Linked DNA regions of Mus musculus: all the other regions are linked to region 1. Evidence: chromatin contacts called from public HiCAR-type, HiChIP or PLAC-seq and promoter capture Hi-C data. All regions are on one chromosome and are shown on one strand. The core of a region is the stretch at or near the end of the contact, and the rest is flanking DNA. Distances in the headings are between cores, read along the strand shown.

Region 1 (3,118 bases), core at 348-2,847:
GAGCAAAAGATCGGTCTTAAAAGGGGCTGCCAGACAGCCTGCAACCTAATTACATTTCAAAGTATGATAGGACCGGAAAGAAGCACAGCCCCAACAGTGTGCCTACCAGATGGCATCTCTAACTCCAGGGACAGAGATGTTTGTTCTGTAACTGTAGATGAAAGCAACCATAGCTTTCAAGTCATGGAAAGATGAAGGAGCAGTGCTTAGATTCAGAACAGTCTGGCCCTGTCTAACAGTGATTGTGACTCTAGGAAGGGTCAAGTTCCAGGTAAGAAGCCAAGCCTAGCCTGCAGGTAGGACTCCAGTCCCTATTACCTTCCTGTTGTGGCTTTTATAGTGAGTTGGCCCTTGTAAGGAAAGCCTTCTTTTACTGCCTGTCTGGATGGAGTCAGTTAGTTTCTCCTTTTCTATCTGTCTCTTTTAACCAACACAGTGTTTTCAAAGCTATTGGTATTCTGTATGGATTCCATCCCCACAGTTACCTGGCAATAGCCAGGTAGGCCGACTCACTACAAAAGGGGCTGCTTGGCCCCTTCTCCCTCTCCTGCCTCTCGTGTTCTCTTACTTCTGCTTCTCTCTCCCTTGCCTCTTGCCCCATTCCCCTCACCCCTCTCTACACGTGCTCATGGCGGGCCTCTGCTTCTCTACTCCCTGCCTCTCTCTGCCTCTTCTACACTCTTAACTCCTCTCCCCATGCCCTGAATAAGCTCTGTTCTATACAGGGGAAAGGACTGCCTTGGCATGGGCCCGCTGAGACATATCCTTCCCCCACACCCTGCCAGAACATATTGTTATAGCTCTTTATCTTTTTATGATTACAACACAAGCTAGTCTATTTTGTACTGGGATGGGAATTCTGTCTTTGTTAGCAGTGACGGTACTTACTGGTACACGCATACCATGTATCCTGTCCATCCGCGTGGAGATGGCATGGGGGTTGTTTTATCCTTTGCGGTCTGTAAATACCACCGCAGATAGTGATGTAGGAGCCTCTATCTAAGTGCCTGATTTGTTCTTTTTAGGAAGGGGATGTATCCAGAAATTGAAGTTGTGGGTCATTTAATCCCACACTTATTTTCATGTTACTTCCTGCTGCCATCAGCCACGCACAACCATCTCCAGCTTGTAATCATTTCCACTAATCATTGCCCACAGTTTTGCTAACAGCCATGCCAAAGAATGTGAAGTCCTAGCTCATTAAATTAGATCTATCTGTTAACTATTAGAAAAAAGACAAAGACACACACACATACAAAAGAAATTATTATATGGCTGGGTCACCCTGTGTGCAAAAAGCTACGAACATCTGGTGCAAGCCCCAAAGCGGATGGTTATATAAAATATGGTTATATCTGTAAAAATTTAAAGACAGTAATATTTCCCAAACTGGGTGATCCTGAGCTTTAGAACTGCAGTTTAAAACCTGCAGCAAATTCTCGGGACTAAAGTTTATTCTCAGTCATTACAATGGAGGAACCTGACCTAAGGAAAGCATTCCTCAGCAGAATCCAGAGCTGAGCACTCCTTCGTCAGATTTAGGGGCGGGGCGCCAGGCACGGCGCATGCGCACACCCATGCTGGTGCTGCTTGCCTGCGCGCGCGGCCCCGTGACGCTAGGGACGTGGCCGCGCGCCTTGCCATCTCTCCTCCGCCATGGCTGCTGTGCCCAGCGCTGTTCACCTGCCGCGTTGTGTGGTGTCCCCGACCGGGAGACACAGTGCCTCGCTGATCTTCCTGCACGGCTCAGGTGCATTACAGTCTCGTGGTCTCCGACCCGCTCGCTACAGTAGGGGAAGCACCCTCTTCTCGGTCCCCCAGCGCCCAGGGTCGCCCGAGGGCTCCTCTTTCTGTATAGCACTCATCTTCATCCTCTTCCTTCCTTCGCTGGTGTGCTTGACCCGTGCACCCACAGCATGGTCGAACGGCAGTCCTTACCTAACCCCAAGTTCAGTCATAGCACCATATCGGTGTAAGTCTCCAGGCACGTGGATTAACCACTGTTTCAGGGTCGACCAGCAGTGATCTGACATACATACCCCACCACACACCCCTATTGCAGGTCCTAAGCTGTTGTCTGCCTTGCCGGTGTCATAGAGACGTTTTTGGATCATATTTACACTGTGTAAGTGTATGCTTAGCACCACCAGCGGGTTTCCCCTGCGCCTCCCACCTGTCTTTTTTGATGGTCCACCACCCTGGTTTCCCCTATGCCCTCTTGTAAAACCTTCGAGGTAAGTATAAAGTCCGCTTCATTTAGGGAGCACCCTTAGAGGAAAACACAAGAATCACCGACTTAATCCTTGCTCACTGTGCTTGGTTGGCCCGGGGTAAGTTCTCAGGAAAGGAAAAAAAAAAAATTTTTTTTTTTTTTTTAATTTAAGAAATGAGATCCAGGCGGTGTCCTCAAGGGGCCTACCTAAATTTAAAAACAAAAACAATTCAATTAATTTGAGTCAGCAGTGGATAGGAGATCACAAGATGGTGCATGGGCTACTGCCAAGAGAATAGTAAGGAAAGAAAAAAAAATGGGGTTGGACATTGTGAATGAAGGGCTTGTCAGAGCTTTTCAGGAGCACTGCGTTATGCTGAGGCCTGTGTAGGCTTAGGGGACTAGAACACGACGGGATTGGAGTGTTCCCTCCATTTTGAAAAAAAAAAACAAAACAAAAAAAAAACAAAACGGGACTAGAAACGCTTTCTTGCTGTTGCTTAAGGAGTAGTGAGGCTGGGTTTGAATCCAAATGTCTGACTTGGAATTAATATTCTGGGGGGAGGGGGAGGGAAACCCTCAACTATGGTGTATCATTCTAGAAATAGAGTAATAAAAGTTGTGTAAAGGGAAAGGCCTGGCACGAGACTTACACCTTTATAGCTAGCTGCCTAATAATCCAGCACCCAAGAGAATTCAGTGATGAGCATCCAAAATTCCCACATAGTAATTCCTTCTCGTAATTAATTCAGTGTCTTTAGAAAGAACTAGAGTTTGTTCTTTTCCCCCCATCTGGACCACCTTGCTTAGTGCTTCCTATTTTTCTATTTCAAATTACTGACATTTTTATAACCTATAATGTATGTCTGAAAACAGAGTCACCTATTCTGTATGTATTTTATTCAT
Region 2 (3,118 bases), core at 295-2,794, 510 kb before region 1:
CAGAAAAGACTCTGCCCCTTTCAACTGCCTTCCTGATTATGCCTATGAGCATTGGAGGTGTGTATTGATTTTCCAGGTCACATATGAGACAGTCAGAGTACAGAATACATAAGGGACAGCAATCCAGGGACTCACAGTGTCTCACTGTTGACATTACATGAGATTATAAGTCATCAAGACCCATCTCATGGTGCTCGAGGTTAATGGAATAAGTGAATGGGTCATTTTTCTGACTGAAGGTGAGGTGCATACAAAATCAACTCCAAAATTCCTTCTGCTTTTTCTTTGAACAGAAATGTGCAGGATAATTGCTGCCTTCGCCCTCTTTACATTGATTTTAAGAGGGATCTTGGATGGAAATGGATCCATGAACCCAAAGGGTACAATGCTAACTTCTGTGCTGGGGCATGCCCATATCTATGGAGTTCAGACACTCAACACACCAAAGTAAGTATCTGGAGTGTTGGTTTCTCCTACTCTTGCCTAAGTCAGTGATGATGGCCATGATGATGATGATGCCAAACTCAACAGTTGCTGTAAAATGCAAACTGTATATTTAAGATAAATATCTTTTTTTGGTTGTTGCTTGCTACTTTTTTTCCTTTTGGCACAGTATCCAATTGTGTAGCCATGGCTGTCCTGGAGCTTACTATATAGACCAACTGGCCTTGAATTTATGGCAATCCTCTTGCTTGTGTTTCTCAAGTGTTGGGATTACAGGCATGTGCTATGACATTTGTCTCTCTAAATCTTTCTGACTAGGACTCAAAGTGAAGATATAGCTAAGTATTTTATCACGTTACTTTAATGAGGACAAAGGGCTAACTCAGCAAGAAATTCAACATCAGATGCCATGTTTCCCCAGCCCAGAGAACACAAACTTTTTCTGTATACTAATATATCTAATATATACATTATTCCATGAGATTCCTCTCTGTGGCTCATGGTGTAGAATTTAAAGATGGGAAGGACTTCAGAAACAATCTTGTTCAAACAGAATTTCTCTATAGACAACGGAATCAGGATATAGATGCTGTGACTGCCTAACCCCAGATAAAAACAAATCTGCGGTGACACAGACCTTGGACTGCAGCCCTGTTTGCTTTATAACCCAGTTCCTGTCACTCCATCTCTCTGAGCTTAATTCCTAAAATGTGGCTGCGAGTAGAGGTTTCTGCTCTGCTCTTTATGCTTCTGTAAATCTCCTTATTAAAGAGGCATTAGGAACATTGCTTTCACTGCAGGGTAGGAAAATGAATCTGCTGCCAGAGAGATCACATTGGGCTATATTCAAGAGTTAGGGGTTATCAATTATTTTAGACAATCTATGTTACAAAAATGGCTCCTTTCTGCATATGAAAGATTATGTATTAGTAAATATGAGGCCTGTTTATTTATAAATGCCTGCCTGGACTGGAATTGAAGTGGACAAACATGGCTTCCCCTCCTCCAGTCCCTTTCCCAGTGCCCCTGTAGGCTTGGCACTCGGGGGTGACCACGTGCTTGGCCATGTGAGGGAAGCTGGCTCATGCCTGTCCCTTTGTCTAAGCTCTCTGGCCAGCCTGATTCATCTGGACCGCAGCAGCAGTAGTTGTAACGCAGGCAGGACCTGGTTGCCAAGTCGAAGCGTAATTCTCCTCCCTGACATACAGAGAGAGTGTATGCAGGCTGAGACCTGGCTTGTTTTTCAAGGAGAAGGAAGAATAACTGTCATGGTCACAAATATGTGGTTTGGATAGATCCCCAAGAAGCCAGGGGTAGCCTAATAAAGTAGGCAGTGTTGCTGTGCTCAACAGGCCTCTTGTCCTTGGTTGAAAACATCCCAGGGAATCTCGAGGAAAAGGTCACTTGTTTGACTAGCACATTAATGGCATCCTTGGAAATGTCTCTGTCACCACTGGGTGACCTACACACTTCCATCAGTAAGAGTCATGCACCTCTGTGATGGAGAAGGGGATAAAGCTGCAGAACCACATGCAACACTTTCTCTTCTGCCTTAGGACTTGCTATTTAGTTCTTGAACTTAGTCACTCCCCATGTGGCGTGAGGAATGGTAACAGAGGGTCGGGTACTATGATTGCTTTAAGTGACCTGTAGGAAAGTTGAGCAACTGGGACCAGAAGTTAGTGGTTTGGGGGAAGGGTGATCATGATGATGCACACCTGAAATTCTAAAACTCAAGAGGCTGAGACAGGAGGATTGGGAATTTATGGCCAACCTGGGCTATATAGTGAGTTCAAGGTCAGCCTGATTTGTGATATAGTGTAGGCAACCAAGGTAAGGGCTGCATCAAAGTGAAACAAAACGAAGAATGCCTGTGGCTTTCAGGTTGCTTTTTTCTCCACTCTTAGCATCCCAGTAATTATGCAGTCATGGTAAGAAAACAGATTGTTTTAAATGAAAATGTAAGTTGCATTTCATTGGCCCGTGAAGACATGTGGCTGACGACATGTGACTGACAGATATCCTGCTGCAGGCAGGTATGCTTTCTATACCTTGGGGCAGATAACAGTTCTTATGTGGATTTCAATGGAAAATCCTCTATCGTTGACCATCCAGATGAGACTTCCTGGACTTACAGGGCATAGACAAAGTGAGCAGAGTCCCTGAGTCCCAGAAGCTCTGAATTGATGTGGCGATGTGAAATGGGTATCCATGCAAACTTTGATTCCGAATTTATATAGGAAAAAAAAAATAGCAGGAAGCCTGAGGCCTTTATGTAACAAAGGCCAGTAGACTTAGTGGGAAAAAATTAGAAAAATCTGCTACCTGAACAGTTTGGTCCAATCTTTTTTTTGATGGAGTCATTTGTTTAATACATACACAAAGAACCAAAGTCAACTTGTGGGAAAATTCTAAACTTGCTGTTGCTAAGGCCACAAGCCAATCTGACCATAATTTATTGGTAAGAAACAACAACAACCACATAAGTGGATGCTCACAGTCAGCTATTGGATGGATCACAGGGCCCCCAATGGAGGAGCTAGAGAAAATACCCAAGGAGCTAAAGGGATCTGCAACCCTATAGGTGGAACAACATTATGAACTAACCAGTACCCGGGAGCTCTTGACTCTAGCTGCATATGTATCAAAAGATGGCCTAGTCGGCCATCACTGC
Region 3 (3,118 bases), core at 260-2,759, 440 kb after region 1:
CAAAAGCCACCACACTTGGGGAAATCCTGAACATATTTTTGACAGTATTTTGCAGCTATGCTTGGGAAGGTGAGGTTTGTCTTTGGGTTGTTTTCACACTTAGATTATAAACGTTCCTCATACATTTTCTTAAGCCTCAAACAACTCAAATATAAGAATTGCCACCCTACAAATGAAGAAACACATGCCTGGGAGATTAAACAATAAATGGGAAAGCAGAGCTCCTCAGTGCACATCTCTGAATCCCAACACCAGGGCATCCCTGTCTTCTTCTACCCTCTCAGGAGTGACTGGCCACACCACCTGGGAGGCCCGGGAGCTTGACTCTGGCTGGTCCTAGGCCAACTACGAGTTTTGTTCTAAATCCTCCACTGATTCAGCCAGAACTCTGGTTACTCTACAAGAGAGCATCCTTTCTGTGTGTGCTCTGTGTGTGTGAGAGCGTGTGTGCGTGCGTGCGTGTGTGTGTGTGTGTGTGTGTGTGTGCGCGAGTGTGCATGTGCGTGTGCGTGTGCGTGTGTGTGTGTGTGTGTGTGTGTGTGTGTATGCACGACTATGCATGTTCATTCACCCGTGTGAATGTGAGCACATGTGTGCCCATCACAAAAGGGAAGGTCAGAGGACAACCAAGCTGGTGTTGATTCTTATGTTCTAAGCATCTGGGACAGAGCCTCCCCAGGCAAGCTGGCCTTTGAGCATCAGCGATCCTCCTGTCTGTACTTCCCAGGAAGGAACAACGCTGGGACTGCACAAGTTTGAACTACATCATCTCCCCAGCCTGGGAGTTCCTTGAATATGCTAACAGACATATTTTTTTGAACTCAGAAGTCTAGTTATAAAGAACAGCCAGAGGCTTACAATCACCTGAGTCTTGTTGCTTAGAGTATTCAGGCTTAATGATCACTCAGATCTGAATGCTACACAGTATCTCCCCGGCTGGGGCAGCCCAGGGCCCAAATTGAACTTTAGGGTGGGATGAAAGTTAGGAGGCTGCTGAAGAGAAGGGGATGTTTGCCAGGACAGCTGTGGAATGACTGGCGTGGAAAATAACAGTATGTGGTCTAAGTTCCTTGAGTTCTCTGAAAGAAAGAGCAATTTTAAAACTCGGTTCCTCAGCTGCATGTCTCTGGTGCTCTGGCGTCCTGTGTTCTCTGGCTGCGGCTCTGTCATTTTTCCTTTCCTACATTTTAAGAGGAGGAAGAAAAGGACTGGGATACAGGGGATGGCCCCTCATTCGGGTTTGTATGAATAGCACAAATGGGGATTGAGATATTTTTAAAAAGAAACAGAAACAGACATAAAGTTGGGTGAGGGGTGGCATTATGGAGGTTGGTGAATCTGGGATGAGTTAAAGGAAGAATGGTGAGTGAATATAATCAATATGTATTCTATAAAATTCTCAAAGAATTAATAAATTTTTAAAAGTTGGTTTAGCAGGCCCTTAGCCTTCCCGCAGTGCCTAGTCTTCGAGCGCCCCCTGCCGTTCACCTCCAGTACTCGGCCTTTTCTCTGAGCGCACCTCTTTTCAGCCTCTAGTTATAAAGGTTACCCGGCTACCAAGGCATACACTGTGCTGCTGGGTGTACAACAGGCTTGGAAAATAGCAAAATTAAGTTGATAAAAGTTGTTTCCTGTAGGAGTGTCTCGGAATTCAAGTGGAATGTGGTTCACTAGAAGGTTTAAATAAACCTTCCTTCTTAAACATCTACTTTATCATGAGAACGGCACTGTTTATTCCGCCGGCGATATCTCGTGTCGAAATCTAAACAGTATTTCTTCTCTAATGGAAGCGAGACAGAAAGCCTTGCCAATCAAACAGGCAAGAGAAGCCGGCATCAGACAGCTGGTCTCTGTTTTCAGGGATAAAATTCACATTCATTCACCCAGGCTGGCTCAAAATTTGGAGACAAAGCCGGGAGAAGTCAGAGCTGCAGGAGAAAGTTGCCTTGGTGATTCTTCGATTCTCTCCTTTCTCTCTTCTTAAAGACAAAAAAAGAGAGCGGGGAGGGGAGAATCCCATAGAATCTAAAAGACACAGCAAACAAAAAAATAAAGCAAACTGAGCCCTGAATATATCTGACAATGAATATATTCCCAGTCATTTGTGGATCGTTTAGTTTGGAAGGAAGGTTTCACGCTGTAAGTTGGTCATGAATTTGAACTCACTGTGTAGTTAGTGTGTTTGTGTGTGTGTGTGTGTGTGTATGTGTGTGCATGTGTGCGCGCGCAAGTGCATTCGCTTGCATACACGTGTACACTCTTGTGTGCACATATAGGTGTAGTGTGGGTGACTTTGTGTACCAGTGGGTGCAGGTGTGTAAGCTTATGTGCACCTGTCATAAGGGGCCTATGATCCCTCTGGAGCTGGAGCGAACATAGGTTGTAATTCGACTATTTATGGGTGCTGGGAACTGAACCCCAGGTCCTCTGCAAGAGCAATAAGCACTCTTAACCCCTAAGCCATTTCCTGGAGTCCTGATTTTTTAACTTCTGCCCATGCCTAAGTCCTGCTATAATTTCTCATTTGCTTAGCACTAAGAAGAATTTACAGATATATCCAAGTGGCAGCTGGTTTTGACATTGGTGCCTCCCGGATATTCAACTGACCTGCTGTGTTTCAGAGAACCTGGCCACCCTCAGGACCCTGCATTTCAGATTTCCTTAGAAGTATTCAGAAGTCCCTGATCACCTTCTGGCTGCCATCCCTCAAGGGGTGGCAGGCGTTGCTCAGAGATACTCCAGCCCGGTGACTAATGATGTTTTAAGCAAGTCTCTATTAGCCGTAAGGACAAACAAAAGAGCATTCCTGTCTCCTGTCTCCCGAGCCAAGTACCAAGGCTTTGCTGAAAGGAGATATCTGACTGTGGAGGATGCCCAGTGATGGGGCTTTTCCCATCATAGTGGAATCCAGTGAGGATTACAAACTCATTTTTATAGCATTCCAGTTTCTCTTATAAACAACGTCTTTTTTAAAAGAATGATAATTTTTTAAAGAAGACAAAGGTGTCGGGGCAGACTGAGCACCGGATATGTTTACCAGTGGATCTGTTCAATTACATTTGGGAGTGGTTTTGCGACCGGGCCCCATGTAGCCTAGGCTACCCCCAAACTTACTATA
Region 4 (3,118 bases), core at 404-2,903, 410 kb before region 1:
TTTTAAGAAAGAGGTAACCAAAAATCTTACCCAGATATGATGCCTATGAACTGCATCAGAGACCAGCATAGCACTTAACCTCAAGGGTGCAGTAGTGGATTCATACCCTAGTTGTAACTGATAGCTCTAATTGAACTTAAGGCCTGCTCCAACAAGCGGGAAACCATGCCTGCTACTGGAAATCTAGCTAACTACTCAGGGTCAGCAAAATCATGGACCTTGGAGGCAAACCCACACCATTATCTTACTAGACCAGCATAACTCCTAACTACAATCCAAGCAGGTAAGTATAATCTTCACCCTCTGACCAAGAAAACTTCTCTTTGCAACAGATGGAGACCTTTACAGAAAACCACAATTAATCGGAATGCAGAGCCGTGGAGCCCAGTCCCAACAGATACATGCAAAGCAGCTACTTCAGCAGAAGTTCAGGAAACACTTCAGAAGGAGGAAAAGAAAGATTGAGAGAGCCTGAGGGTCAGGGAGTTTGCTGTGAGATTTTGTTTTCTAGTAATGTCTGAAGATACACCCCTGAAGTCTTATCAACCTGACTGCTCAGCTATGAGTTGAACATGGATGACATCAATGAATGTGCCAAAGCAAACAGAGAAGTCTATGAGTCAGCCCTACTCGAAGGACTACAACCAAGGAATGCTGGGAATGGGAGAGATAGTCTACCCTTGGGAAGAGCACACCAATTGGTTATCCAATGCCAAAAGGTCAGACCTGAAAACATACATACAATAACATTGTATGGACTGAACAGATATTTAGTAGTATATACATATTATATACATACACACTTAGTCATGTAATAACATTAAGTGAAAAAGGAGGTAAGAAAAAAGTTCATGGGAAGGCTTGTAAGGACTGAAGGAGTGGGAGAAATATTGTTAATTACATTATAATCTAAAAACAATAAAAACAAATAAGCCAGCTAATCAGCACTTCAGCAGAAGTTACATTTTGCGTGCGTGTGCGTGTGTGTGTGTGTGTGTGTGTGTGTGTGTGTGTGTGGTGAAGGGGTCATGTGTGTGTAGAGACTAGAAGATTGCCTTAGCTACTGTTCTTTAGACACAGTCTGTCCGGTTTTTGAGACAGTCTATCACTGACCTGGAAATCGCCAAGTCAGCTAAGTTAGCAACCACGTGAATATCAGCATCGACTGCCTTGGTCTCCCCGCTGCTGGGCTTAGAAGGGTGTGTCTGCATATACAGCCTTTTAGACCTGACTTCTGGGCCTTGCATCAAGGTCCTCGAACTTGCAAGGCAAACAGTTTACCAGCCTTGCTCTCTCTCTCCAGCCCCCAAGTCACATTTAACCGTTATTGTTAAATAATGTAAGTCACTGTACCTTGTATTTAAATTTGGGAGGATAAGCAACCACAATTTTATCCAAATTTTATGCCCTAATTTGTTATTAGAGCTAAACTATTTTGTAAGGATCTAAATTGGGAATTAACGTAACCGTTGGCTTTAAATCTGTTATTTCAGAATACAAAAATAAATTCAGGCTTCTTCTCAGAACCTTAGCTACTGAATTAGTAAGTTGTTGTAATACAATTTAAAAGTTAACCAATTTCACAGTTACCAAATACAAGGTCACGCATTGTTCATCAGCAAGGCACAAAGTTGAAGCTGTGTATTGCGGGAGCCCCATCTCTTTAAGCAGATTTCCACCCTTGTTCCCTTAATATGAGTATAAAGAAACTCCAAGAGCGACATTTGTCAATCCTCAAAGTCAGAGTTCTGGCAGACGCCGTAGTTCAGAGAAGGAGAGGCAAATGGCTAGAGCCAGGCATGCTCTCTGGTAGTTAAACCTTTCGACATGGACAAAAATATATTAAAAACACTCTAGCCTGTTCTTTTCAGTTTTTCCTTTTCCACAGAAAAGTATAACTCGGGAGGAACTGCCTATTTTTAGATGGAAACCTGCTGCTACAGGAAGTGATTCATCTGACCCCTCCTTGGTATCCGTGGGACCCTCTCACTCCTCCAGGGTCAGTGTGTCCACTGGTCCTTCACTATCTACCCAGACCTCTGAAATTGTCTTCATTAAAACTAGACTCCCTCAAGTCCGCAAGTCCCGAGGCAAGAGGTGATAGGAAACTTTGCTGAAAATGCAAAGCCAGACTAAATTGCCGTCCTGTTTTTTAGGTTAAAGAATTCTGGCAGGTCATTCTTTCTTTTCCAAATTAATTCTGGGTCGTAAGCTTCTATTAGCTGGTATGTGTGAGCGCCACATTGCTGACAAGAAATAGGAGCCTTGGAATCTTGTCTGTCTGCCTAACATCTCCCAGACCCACTGGAGAACCCAGAAAACCTCAGATCATCCAAACCTGGTTTAGATAAGCTGACTAGAGCTGCGGCGGGCTGGGGAGTTCTCTAAGCATTGCCCAGCCATACTTCACTAAAGGAAGAGTCATGTTTGCCTTTTATGAAAAGGCAGGGCCAAAAAACCAACATTCACTGGCTTTCCTTCCATCCAAAACTTTCCCCACAATTCTCTGCCAACTCATGAGCTGAAGTTTCTTTTCTTTTCTTTCCTTTTTTTTCTTTTTCTTTTTCTTTTCCTTTTTTTTTTTTTTTTGGTATGGCTGTTTTTCAAATACAGGAAGATTATGTGGGACAATTCTCAATGGTCTTGTTGTGCCATGTGCCTCCCTTTAGTTTAAAGTCTCCCTGTAGATCTGTGGCCATGGGCATTTGTAAGAGCTCAGGAACCAGTTCAAGGGCCACTAAAGCCATACCCCAGCATAGTGTTGCTACCGAGGCAAACAAAACTATGTGGAAAGAATACTATAGCTGTTGATAGCTCCTTGGGGCCTACATATTGTATTTAGAAGACATAGAAGGGTTTACATCAATGGCTACCATCAGCAAACATTGTCTATGTTGAATTTGCCGGAATAAGCTAACTAAAGGAGCAGACTTAGGTAGCTTCTCTCAGGGAATGACCACCCACTTCCCAGATTTCCAACTTCATGATGATTTCTTTCTATGTGCCCTTTAACTGACCGCAGGTGGGATCCAAGGCAGAGCAGGTTGACAGCATTCCAGCCCCCTTCATTAAGGCCTCCTAGAGCCTGACTTTGAGACGGTCTGGGCCCCTCTGAGTC
Region 5 (3,118 bases), core at 397-2,896, 390 kb before region 1:
GAAGTTGGAAGGTTTTCTTATCGTGGGTTCTAGACTAAGCTTTTGCATGAGGATTTGAGCAAGAAGAAGAGTTCCAAGAAGAGATGTGTATTCCTAATTTTTTTGAATGCTTGGACAACATGGAGAAGTCACACCAGGCTCATGAAGAACTCGATTTTCTGGGCATGGGTCATGGACAGCGGTGTAAGAGTAGAGAAAGCAATGAGTGCAGGTTTGCCCACTTTTATTTCCCCTCAGCTCTGGATTAGCTATGTCTACTGAGCAAATATGTAATGATGTGGCTGGCTGCTTTAAATTCCTGCCTAGACTCTCCCCTGTGATGGACTGTCACCTGAAACTGTGAGGCCAACCAAGACTTTCTTTCTCAAAGTTGGTTTTGTTAGAGTACTTTAGCAATGCTATCTGGAAATGAAATGAAAACAACTACTATGTAAGATATTAGTAATGTCAATTAACCATTACAAAAGCTTTGAAATTGTCACTATCATTATGCTCATTTTAAAAGTAAACCCATATCCATGACTTAGATTTTCTCAATTAGAAATCTGCTTTTCAGTTAACTAGGATTCCTCTTCCCAATGTCCTCTGCACTTAAGACACTCGAGTTGCTTGCACTTCTGTGATGGAATGCCCAATAGTAGCAACTTACAGGAAGATTGATTGTCTCAAACTTTGGAGGATTCAGTTCATCTTGGTGGGGAAGCCACGATAGGGCAGTTTAGTATACATCTTGGATGGCTGGGAAGCAGTGTGAGAAGTGGCCACTCCCAGGAACCCACCTTCACTGACTAACCTCCTCTGACTAGATACGGAAAATCAAAGTTTCTTGACCATCTCAAATACCACCACCAGCCAAGAATTAAGTGTCAAAACCATGAGTCTATAGTGGACATTTCAGGTTCAAGCCATTACAGTGTGGTGGGGCTGGGCTTTGGTCAATGGATGTAGCTGGAAGGATTGGGTGGCAGTTTCAGAGAACTTGACCTAAATAATATTCCTGCTCTACTTCACTTTTAATTACACCAACTCTCACTCTTATCTCCACCGCAACCCCCTCTAAGATCCCAGAAACGGAGATTTGAATCCTAAGGCTCTAGAGACCATGTTGAATCTTGAGGAAGAGGCTCAGCCCTTAGGGCTGCAAAGTTATCCTTGAGACCACCATAAAGCCAAGTATTTAAGCTATTCCCTTAAACAGCACACATTCATATGACAGAGCCATAAAGCTTTCTAGTGTGTAACATGGACCCAATGTTAACAATAGGAGGATATTGTCTAAAAGCACATCAATATTAAATGAAACATCTCAGTTTTCCCATCTGGAGCGGCCCAAGCCCATCACCACTGTGTCAGACTAACCTCAGGGGAAAAGAGCTCTTTTCTCTACAGCACTGGGTGTTTAAGGTAGATGTGCTTGGTCCTTGGAGACAGTGGGCATCCTTTCCAGTTAGTCTGTTCTAATTATGTTTGACTAGGGCAAGTAATGAATTGGTTCTAGACAAGCACATGCAAATGGATGTCAGTCAGAAGGAAGAACTCATGAAGGTCGGTTCAACCTTCATTTTCATTCTTCTAATGCCTGCACAAAGTGGACTAGGAATACCAAAGCTCTTGAAGATTTGCATGAAAATGATCTCCAGCTGCCCTGGCCATTTGTGTGAAGGAAGTGCCCTTGAAGGCCTTGCTATGCGGCTGTGTCTATGTCTATGCAGGAAGCTGCATTGCTGGGGGCTGCATATGCATTCCATCACCCACACAGTTCAGATGGGGGAATCACATGACAGTTCTTTGGCTATTTAAAGTAAGTGTGAGTCTTAATTATCTTCAGAACACTCCAGTGCTATGCAGAGCACTAATCAATAAGACAATAATTGGGTGCTTTCTCACTGCAGATGATGAAGCATGGAGCCTGGGAGACAACTTGACTTCACATGCTACCACTCCAAGAGAATTAATTAAAAAAAAAAAACCAAACCTATTAGGTTCCTAAGAGCTCATCAGAGATACATGATAGTTATAAATATTGATGGTTTCATGTATGGTCAACAGCCATGCACTATACTGGAAAATATCATTTATATAAAAATAAAAACCAAAAAACAACAACGAAAAAATAAACCAAACCAGGGCTAGAGAGATGTTTCATTGGTAACGGTGAATGCTGCCAATCCAGGGAGAGAGAGGGAGGGGGAGAGAGAGAGAGAGAAAGAGAGAGAGAGAGAGAGAGAGAGAGAGAGAGAGAGAGAGAGAGAGAGAGAGAGAGTAAATCAACTTAAGGGGAAAAAAGAATAAATCAAACCAATAAAACAAAGTAATATCAATCTGTATGAGTAGTTATATCAATAAATAAACCAGACTCCTAGGAAGAAAATTCTCAATTTTCAGAGCTTTATAAAGGTTGATCTGAAACAACACCAAGGTATATTATATTTCTCTGTGGGATGGTGACTATCACAAAGAATTGTGTTTTCTAAATTAATTTTTTTGTTGGTGATATCATTCTTATCAAAGTTATATTACAATTTTATGAATAAAATAACTCCAAGGCACAACTACTAGAAGAACCCGAATGACGTAGTCCTGAGTTTGGAATCACACTCAGTGGTTGAGGGCTTGCTGGGAGTGCATGGGCTTTGATATTGTTGTCATAGGAACAGTAGGTGTGAGGGGTGAGGGGTGGAGCAGAGTGGGGGGTTTCGGGAGGGAGGGTGGCGGTTAGGAAACTAGACAGTCCCAGGAGGCGTTTAAAAATATATATTATGTTTAATTTATGTATGTGGGTGTTGTTTTGTTTGTATGTCTGTCTGTGTACTGCATGCATACCTGATGTCCATAGAGGCCAGAAGGGCCAGAAGAGGGCACCAGATCCCTTGGAACTGGAGTTACAGGTGGTCGTGAGCCACCATATGGATGCTGGAAATTAAACCCGGATCCTCTGGAAGACCAGCAGCAGATGCTCTTAACCTGTGAGCCAGCTCTCCAGCCCTGAGGAGAGCTTTGCTTTCATGGCCCTGAATGACTTAAGCCATGAGTTTAGCATCAAACATCTCTGTGTGTTTGTTTTTGTGTCTGAGTGCCTCTGTGCTATGGCTGCATGTGGTGTCTGTATGTGTGATTA
Region 6 (3,118 bases), core at 278-2,777, 380 kb after region 1:
CACACTTTATTTCTTCTCTCTAGCAATTTATACCTTTGACAAAAGTTCTTTATAAATTTACCTCACATAAAATGTTACATAAGAGGGGAAGTTACAGAAGGATGTCAATAGTAAGTCAAAGCTGCACTTCATTCTATAAGATCATTATAAGTTCAAAGCAACAGTTATATATAGACTTGCTTTGTCATAGTGTACACCTGTGGCTTCATCCTTGGATCTGACCTAGAATAAATGTTTTTCTTTGATCACAGATCTACCACAGCTTATTTCTCTTCTTAGTGTAACTTATGAAAGCTTATTGCATTCCTTATTATTCAGCCTTTACTTACTATTCTATGAGGAGGGGCACATTCTATTCTTGATTCTAACTTTGTTACATCTTTCTGACAAAACCATCTCATTAAACTTTCTTCTTAAAATTATTTGAATCAAAGCAGGAATGCTATGATTAATTCACCTAATAAAAATTCATCTTCATGTTGATCAGCAGGAAATTTGCCCAATAGGATGAGCTGATGCCCAAAATTCATTAGGCTATGTAATAGTGACAGGAAAGGCATGTCAGCAGCAAGAAGCAATTCTGGAATGAGGTATCCAGGGCTGTGCCTCTCCTGAGTGCACCCGATGCAGTCATACAGAATGTGTGGCCATCTCCAGGAAACTTACCTTGCTTGCCATACCCTTCCCTAGATGACCTCTGTAGTGGGTTGGTCTGATGCTGCTTGTACTCTAATTCTAAATACTGGTTCCTTGAGATGTGGTTGCCCCCAAAGAGTAGATCCTCCTCAGGTACTCAAGGGTACTCAAGTGATGCTATGTGAATCTTCTCCTCAATCTAACTGATCAATAAAAGTCTAGAACTTGTGATTGGACAGTGTAAGGAGTAAGGTGGGACTGGAAGTTCAAAAGAATGTTGCAGGTAGGGAGAGAGGAAGTTGGTGGAGGAGGAAGCCACCATGGACCAGAACTGCACAGCCAGGAGAAACAGCAAGTAACAAGGGGCTTTATAGCTGGGGAATAAGTTAGTATAGCCCTAGATTTGCAGAAGCTAGACTGTGGCTTGGAAATAAAATTCCTGGATTGTGTGTCTTTTATAGAGACGTATTAGGATTATAAATTCCTACTATACCTTCTGTCAGTGGAACTATTGGGAAGTGATGGAGCCTTTAAGATATGATGCCTAGGCAATAAAACCTAGATTATTGAAGATGTGCCCTTGGAGGGGACATCGAGAGCCTTGCCTTGTCCTGCTTTGCTTTGCATCCTGGTCACTGTGGGCCTAACAGACCATTCTAAATGACCATAAATTGAAATCTCAGAAACCAAATAAGATTTTTCATCTTTGTGAGTTTGTTATCTCTGTATTCTTGTCACACTGATGGAACAGTAACACACTGTCAATCAGAAGGAACAGCAAGAGGACTGGGAAAGCAGGCCCTTGGAGCTAGACAATGGCTGTGAAAAGTGAGCACTGCCCCTACAGGGACCTGAGCTCAGTTCCCAGCATCTAGGCCAGAAGATTCATAGCTGGAACACTAATTCCAGAGGTACCTGATGCCTCTGGCCCCTGCATGTACATGCCCTGCACCTCTGCATGCATGCACAAGCACACACGATTAAAAATAAAATAAATCCTTTAAAATAAATAGACCCAGAAAGAGGTGGGGGTTATCTATGTTGGGTTGGAAGTGTATTTTTAGATCAGGAGATCATGTTGTTGCCACTTCAGTTTTTAAACATCCTAAAGTCATCTCCCAATCCCAGTAAATCAGATCTGAAGGAGAAGTCTGCTCAGGTACAGCACTGTCCTAAACGTTCCAGCTATCCCAGAATACAGCCAAGTTAGAGAAACAACAGCTCTGCCATCAGCATCTAGGGGAGAGGCAGAGGTGACAGAGAAAAGGCCAAGCTCTGCACCGGCCTTCCCAGAGCCAGTTCCACAGCCTCTGGAAGCCCAATCTACAGCACTGCTTATCCACGCTCACACACTCGGGTTGGCACTCGTCCTGACTGTTTCTAATGCTGCCCAGAGGGCAAACCGTTCCTGCAAGCGATTTCAGTGAGTCAACTGAGTATGCATAACTGAAAAGTTGCAGGCACAGCAACCAAGGCAGCCTTATTCAAAGACAAAGAGCTGTAATGAGAATAGACTAGAATTAGCCTCTGCTCAATTTCCAAGGGTAAAGAGCAACTGCCTCGCGGCCACCAGTGAGCCCCGCAGATGCCAAAGGCTTGGCATGGGCTAGGTTCAATTGTTTCTAAGGAGAACAGGAAATATTTATTTAGGATTAGAGGCAGCTGCTTCAATGGGACAGCTGGGGATGCTGGAAGATATAATTAAGAAAATTGTATGAGGGAGGTCTGGAAAGAGACCAGGAGGCAGGGGAGACTAGGTAAAAGTTGTTTGTATTGGGTTCTTCTGTGGGGGCAGCTGAGTGTTACTAGGCACTTAGAGGAGAAAAAGATAAATATGGCATCTAATTAGCAGCTGACTTGGGGGGTTGCGAGATCAAATACAGGGAGAATCCTATTATAGCTGCTGCTGTTGGTCCTCAAAACCCTCTTGTTGAGTGACTGCACCCATCCTAATGAGTGTCTGCTAGAGACAAAGGAACGCTGGTAACTCTGTCTCCGCTCAAGGCTCTTTTGCCTCCCCTTCTAGAAGGGAATGCCCTCTCCTAAGTCAGTGGCATTTGGGAAGGGATCAGCTGTTAAGATTATCATCATCAAAAAGTATGCCAGAATTACCAGAAATAAAAGAACTGAGCTGTGTGGAAAAAGAAAAAAAAAAACAATGACTCTTTTTGTTTTCTGGCCATATAAAATTTGAATTGTTTTAGCAAAATAAGGAAGTAACTCCTTTGCCATCCCACCTTCTGTAACGTGTATAGACACTGAGTGGTTGTTTCATCCTATGCTGGGACACACCACTGTCTTTTGTATCAAGTTAAAACTGATTCAATAAAAGAGAATTTATTATCATTTTTTCTGTGATGGATGTGTGTGTGTGTGTGTGTGTGTGTGTGTGTGTGTGTGTGTGTGTGTGCGTGCGCACGCGCGTGTGTGTTTCCTACATGTGTATATGCCTGGTCTCATGGTTTGCCTAGATGTGTATATA
Region 7 (3,118 bases), core at 353-2,852, 320 kb before region 1:
GAAATGCCGCTGTAATATTAATGACTTCTCCCTCCCACCCCCCACCCCCCGCCCCCGTCATGTCTCATTCTGAACTGCTCAGTAGAAGCCGGGCTTATGTGTTCACATCTGATCAAATTCAAAGTCGCCGGAAAGGGAACACAGGAACACGTGTGGGAGTTAAAGGCAGTGAAGATCACATTCCTGTCAGCACCTGCGAGGTTGTCTTTATATCCTTCCTGGTTCCTTTGACTGGTGTTGGTTTAGGCTAAAATTAGTTTGCCTTCTATGCAGATCCTAGCTCAACCAATCACAGCTTATACCTCCTTGTGCTATCTGCCTCATGTGTAGGGTCTCTGGCCTGTCTTCCTATTCTATTAATTGTAGGTGTTCTCCCTCTCCCTACCTTCCTCTCTCTCCTTCCCCCTTTCTTTCTTTTCCCTTCCTTCATTTCTCTTTCTTCCCCTCTTTCCTCCTTCCTGTCTTTCTGCTCTTTCTGCATTCCTTCTTTCTTCCTGTCTCCCTTTCTCCATCTTCTCTCTCTCCAGACTCCCTTCCTCCCTCCCTCCTTCCTTCCCTCCCTCCCTCCTTCCCTCCCTCCTTCCTTCCCTCCCTCTCTTTCTTCCTTCCCTCTCTTCTGCCGCATGTCTCTGCATGAGTGGCCTGCTAGAGGGTTATGATCCCTTAAAAGTGAAGGAACTAAAGGAAAATAAAAGGAATGAAACTCTCTCCTGCAAGGCATTTTAAACAGCTTTGGAAAGAGCCTCCAGTTTCCCTGACATGAGTGCAACATCCAGCTTAGCCTTGGCTTCCTGCAAGCACTGAGAGAAAGGAAAATGCATTCTTTGTTTGCAAAACCCACAAAGAACAATTATAATTGCATCCTATTATCCTGCCTCTTTAGCTTCTCTGAGAAGTTAGGGTTTAAATAACAGAATCAGGTTGTTTTGTTTTGCTTTGTGCTAGGTGGGTGGGGCTTGTTGTAAGTGGTGACAGGTGGAACGCACCCTGAACAAATGGACTGAGCACAATGAGCCACGCCTCTTCAATTTCTAATGAAAATCCCACATACATATTTGATCATTTTAACTGTGGTGGACTTTTTTTTTTCTCCACTGGCTCAGAGGCAATGTAAAAGAAGAGATAAATGATTTGCCTTCTAATTAAAAAAACAAAGAATTGAGTGTTAATTGTTTTGGGGTGCAGGTTTTGATGGGAAAAAATATTCCCTTTTCAGTTTCCCGGTTGGAGGACTTAGAAATTCCCGCCAGTGCACATGTGAAAGCTATGCCAGCCTGATTATTTCAGGATTTTTTTTTTAAATGTGGGTTAACTTGGGCTAAATAATGTTCCTTTTTGGAATCTACCCTTCCCCTTTCCTTGGATTCTAAGGCCAAATGTAAAAAGAGAGCTAAATTCGGAATTAGGATGTAAAAGGGAAAAAATGCAGATAGCTTTCTGGCGCCAACAGCCTCAGAAAGCAGGGCCCGGAGTGCTTTGCATTTTGTTCGCAAGATTTGGAAGTGGACCTAAATTTCAGAGATGCCGGCCTCTGGGAACCAAAGCACCAGGTTTAGCAATCTGCCAGGATGAGGGGGAGACAATCTGGAGAGCCAAAAACCCAGCTCGCCTGTGGTATGGTACAGCCCTGCTCTGCCCACCCACACTGCCATTGCCACACACGCCCCTGCAAGAATCCATGGGACCCGAACAGAATCAAAACTGGGCAGAGCCCCTTTGGCAGTCAAAGCACAGGATGAGGTTGCTTCTTGGCTTTGGGAGGCAGCAAGGCTTGGTGATTTATGGCTGAGCTCAGAACAGGATAATGAGCAGCCTGCAGGTGACTAGCAAGGCGATGGCTGAAGGTAAGGGCTGAGGACCACAGGCTTTGTGGAGGCTTGGCTTTGAGCCAGATTTATACACAAATCTTGTGAATAATTACACAGTGGTGCCTCCCTCCTTGTCCTGGTGTCTGATGTCACCAGCTTCACTTAAAGAGGCCTGGGAAACAAAGCCTGACTTGAAGGTTACCTCTGTTTCTTATTTATTTTCTCTCCCTTTTTGCCCCTTTGCCATGCATCTCCACCGGGCTTTACAGAGTTGGCCTGAAGGGAAACCAGCAACCACATTAAAGACAAGGATGAGGAAAGGTGACCTGCTAAGCTTAGAACCCTCTTAACCTTTCGTGTTTGGGAGATTTCAAGAACTTCTTGCCTCCTGTGCTTCCAGTTTGTTTGTTCTTGGCACTGGGAAGTTTCCTGTTTTGAAGAAGAAGATGAAGAAGACGAAGAAGAAGAAGAAGAAGAGGAGGAGGAGGAGGAGGAGGAAGAGGAAGAGGAAGAGGAGGAAGAAGAAGAAGAACAACAAGAAGAACGAGAAGAAGAAGAACGAGAAGAGGAAGAAGAAAGAGAAGAAGAAGGAGGAGGAGGAGGAGGAAGAAGAAGAAAAGGAGGAGGAAGAGGAGGAAGAGGAGGAAGAAGAAGAACAAGAAGAAGAATGAAAAGAAGAAGAAGAAGAAGAAGAAGAAGAAGAAGAAGAAGAAGAAACAAAACAAACAAACAAACAAAAAAACCAGCTTACAAAATGCTTGTGAAGTCTTCTCGGCTTTCAAAACTCCAAAACAGTATTTTGATGACTTCACATGTAAATGAATAAAAAAAATGTGAGCAACATTTCCTATAAAGCATATATGGGCTTTAAATAAAATAAGTGGGGCAGCGCTTAACTAAATATACTTTAGTTATAGAAGATGAAAGGTATTTGAAACCCCGCTCGAGATGTTTGCTAAGTCTACAATGAAGCCCAAATTCAACCATTCCAAGTGGAAATGCAAGGAAATAATTTATTATTAAAATAGTTAAGGAGTGTGACCAGGCCTTGACTCTTAACAGCCTAAACGATCTCCACCAAGTGATTGGAGCAGTGCTGTAGAGCATCATGGGAATGGAGCTGTTATGATTTCAGATAAGAAGTGTCACCCTGAAAGGCTCGTGTGTTGAAGGTCCCTAGAGCTGGTGGTGTTAGTGAAAGGTGATGGAGTTATGATAGTGCTGATTTCATTTTCAGATGACTCATGGAGGAGTTGGTAGCTGATGAGCTATTAGAAGCTTACCTCAGTGGGAGAAGTGTGTACCATGTC

Evidence for each region. Promoter capture Hi-C pulls out the DNA fragments that hold promoters and counts their contacts. HiCAR-type assays count read pairs that join an accessible place to other places. HiChIP or PLAC-seq counts read pairs in DNA pulled down with a chosen protein or histone mark.
Region 2: a contact with region 1 is called in a HiCAR-type map of astrocytes, with 2.4 times the contacts expected there. The contact joins the enhancer-like site here to the promoter of Lyplal1 in region 1. A contact is called at or near these places in 7 of 39 promoter capture datasets (the 3T3-L1 cell line, cranial neural crest, hippocampal neurons and 3 more), 5 of 115 datasets of contacts at active chromatin or transcription factors (astrocytes, embryonic limb bud, embryonic stem cells and 1 more) and 2 of 9 other capture datasets (adipose tissue and liver).
Region 3: a contact with region 1 is called in an H3K27ac HiChIP or PLAC-seq map of stem cell-derived neural progenitor cells, with 3 times the contacts expected there. The contact joins the enhancer-like site here to the promoter of Lyplal1 in region 1. A contact is called at or near these places in 11 of 39 promoter capture datasets (the 3T3-L1 cell line, cranial neural crest, frontonasal cranial neural crest and 6 more), 5 of 484 Hi-C or Micro-C datasets (the AtT-20 cell line, myocytes, nephron progenitors and 1 more), 12 of 115 datasets of contacts at active chromatin or transcription factors (SST interneurons, astrocytes, cardiomyocytes and 7 more) and 3 of 9 other capture datasets (adipose tissue, liver and pancreatic islet).
Region 4: a promoter capture Hi-C map of 3T3-L1-derived adipocytes shows a contact between it and region 1, with 5 times the contacts expected there. The contact joins the enhancer-like site here to the promoter of Lyplal1 in region 1. A contact is called at or near these places in 8 of 39 promoter capture datasets (the 3T3-L1 cell line, 3T3-L1-derived adipocytes, embryonic stem cells and 3 more), 1 of 115 datasets of contacts at active chromatin or transcription factors (stem cell-derived neural progenitor cells) and 1 of 9 other capture datasets (liver).
Region 5: a promoter capture Hi-C map of embryonic stem cells shows a contact between it and region 1, with 3 times the contacts expected there. The contact joins the enhancer-like site here to the promoter of Lyplal1 in region 1. A contact is called at or near these places in 8 of 39 promoter capture datasets (the 3T3-L1 cell line, cranial neural crest, embryonic stem cells and 3 more), 3 of 484 Hi-C or Micro-C datasets (embryonic stem cells and nephron progenitors) and 1 of 115 datasets of contacts at active chromatin or transcription factors (embryonic stem cells).
Region 6: a contact with region 1 is called in a promoter capture Hi-C map of the 3T3-L1 cell line, with 2.5 times the contacts expected there. The contact joins the enhancer-like site here to the promoter of Lyplal1 in region 1. A contact is called at or near these places in 10 of 39 promoter capture datasets (the 3T3-L1 cell line, 3T3-L1-derived adipocytes, cranial neural crest and 5 more), 2 of 484 Hi-C or Micro-C datasets (muscle stem cells and nephron progenitors) and 2 of 9 other capture datasets (adipose tissue and pancreatic islet).
Region 7: a promoter capture Hi-C map of hippocampal neurons shows a contact between it and region 1, with 2.4 times the contacts expected there. The contact joins the enhancer-like site here to the promoter of Lyplal1 in region 1. A contact is called at or near these places in 11 of 39 promoter capture datasets (the 3T3-L1 cell line, 3T3-L1-derived adipocytes, cranial neural crest and 5 more) and 3 of 115 datasets of contacts at active chromatin or transcription factors (embryonic stem cells and stem cell-derived neural progenitor cells).

Annotation. Positions count from the first base shown.
Region 1 is chr1:186,115,789-186,118,906 of GRCm38.p6, reverse strand. Lyplal1 (lysophospholipase-like 1) reads left to right here and starts at 1,597. Exons shown (of 5, transcript NM_146106.2): 1 at 1,597-1,750. The coding sequence starts at 1,657.
Region 2 is chr1:186,626,212-186,629,329 of GRCm38.p6, reverse strand. Tgfb2 (transforming growth factor, beta 2) reads left to right here. Exons shown (of 7, transcript NM_009367.4): 6 at 294-447. Among named protein-coding and RNA genes, the nearest start is that of Gm35546, 40 kb to the right of the region's middle. Within about 2 kb of position 1,544, at least 37 of the 459 cell types and tissues checked have an H3K27ac peak or open chromatin away from gene starts, as enhancers often do. A contact at or near this core is called in astrocytes, where this site is marked.
Region 3 is chr1:185,680,457-185,683,574 of GRCm38.p6, reverse strand. No RefSeq gene overlaps it. Among named protein-coding and RNA genes, the nearest start is that of Gm35023, 63 kb to the right of the region's middle. Within about 2 kb of position 1,509, at least 24 of the 459 cell types and tissues checked have an H3K27ac peak or open chromatin away from gene starts, as enhancers often do. A contact at or near this core is called in neural progenitor cells, neural stem cells and stem cell-derived neural progenitor cells, where this site is marked.
Region 4 is chr1:186,527,861-186,530,978 of GRCm38.p6, reverse strand. All of the region lies in intron 1 of A730004F24Rik (RIKEN cDNA A730004F24 gene), which reads left to right. Among named protein-coding and RNA genes, the nearest start is that of A730004F24Rik, 29 kb to the left of the region's middle. Within about 2 kb of position 1,653, at least 2 of the 459 cell types and tissues checked have an H3K27ac peak or open chromatin away from gene starts, as enhancers often do. A contact at or near this core is called in 3T3-L1-derived adipocytes, where this site is marked.
Region 5 is chr1:186,509,244-186,512,361 of GRCm38.p6, reverse strand. A730004F24Rik (RIKEN cDNA A730004F24 gene) reads left to right here. Exons shown (of 2, transcript NR_131158.1): 2 at 1-524. Among named protein-coding and RNA genes, the nearest start is that of Gm35426, 24 kb to the right of the region's middle. Within about 2 kb of position 1,646, at least 6 of the 459 cell types and tissues checked have an H3K27ac peak or open chromatin away from gene starts, as enhancers often do. A contact at or near this core is called in embryonic stem cells, where this site is marked.
Region 6 is chr1:185,740,695-185,743,812 of GRCm38.p6, reverse strand. No RefSeq gene overlaps it. Among named protein-coding and RNA genes, the nearest start is that of Gm35023, 120 kb to the right of the region's middle. Within about 2 kb of position 1,527, at least 30 of the 459 cell types and tissues checked have an H3K27ac peak or open chromatin away from gene starts, as enhancers often do. A contact at or near this core is called in muscle stem cells and second pharyngeal arch cranial neural crest, where this site is marked.
Region 7 is chr1:186,432,010-186,435,127 of GRCm38.p6, reverse strand. No RefSeq gene overlaps it. Among named protein-coding and RNA genes, the nearest start is that of Gm35341, 26 kb to the right of the region's middle. Within about 2 kb of position 1,602, at least 30 of the 459 cell types and tissues checked have an H3K27ac peak or open chromatin away from gene starts, as enhancers often do. A contact at or near this core is called in hippocampal neurons, where this site is marked.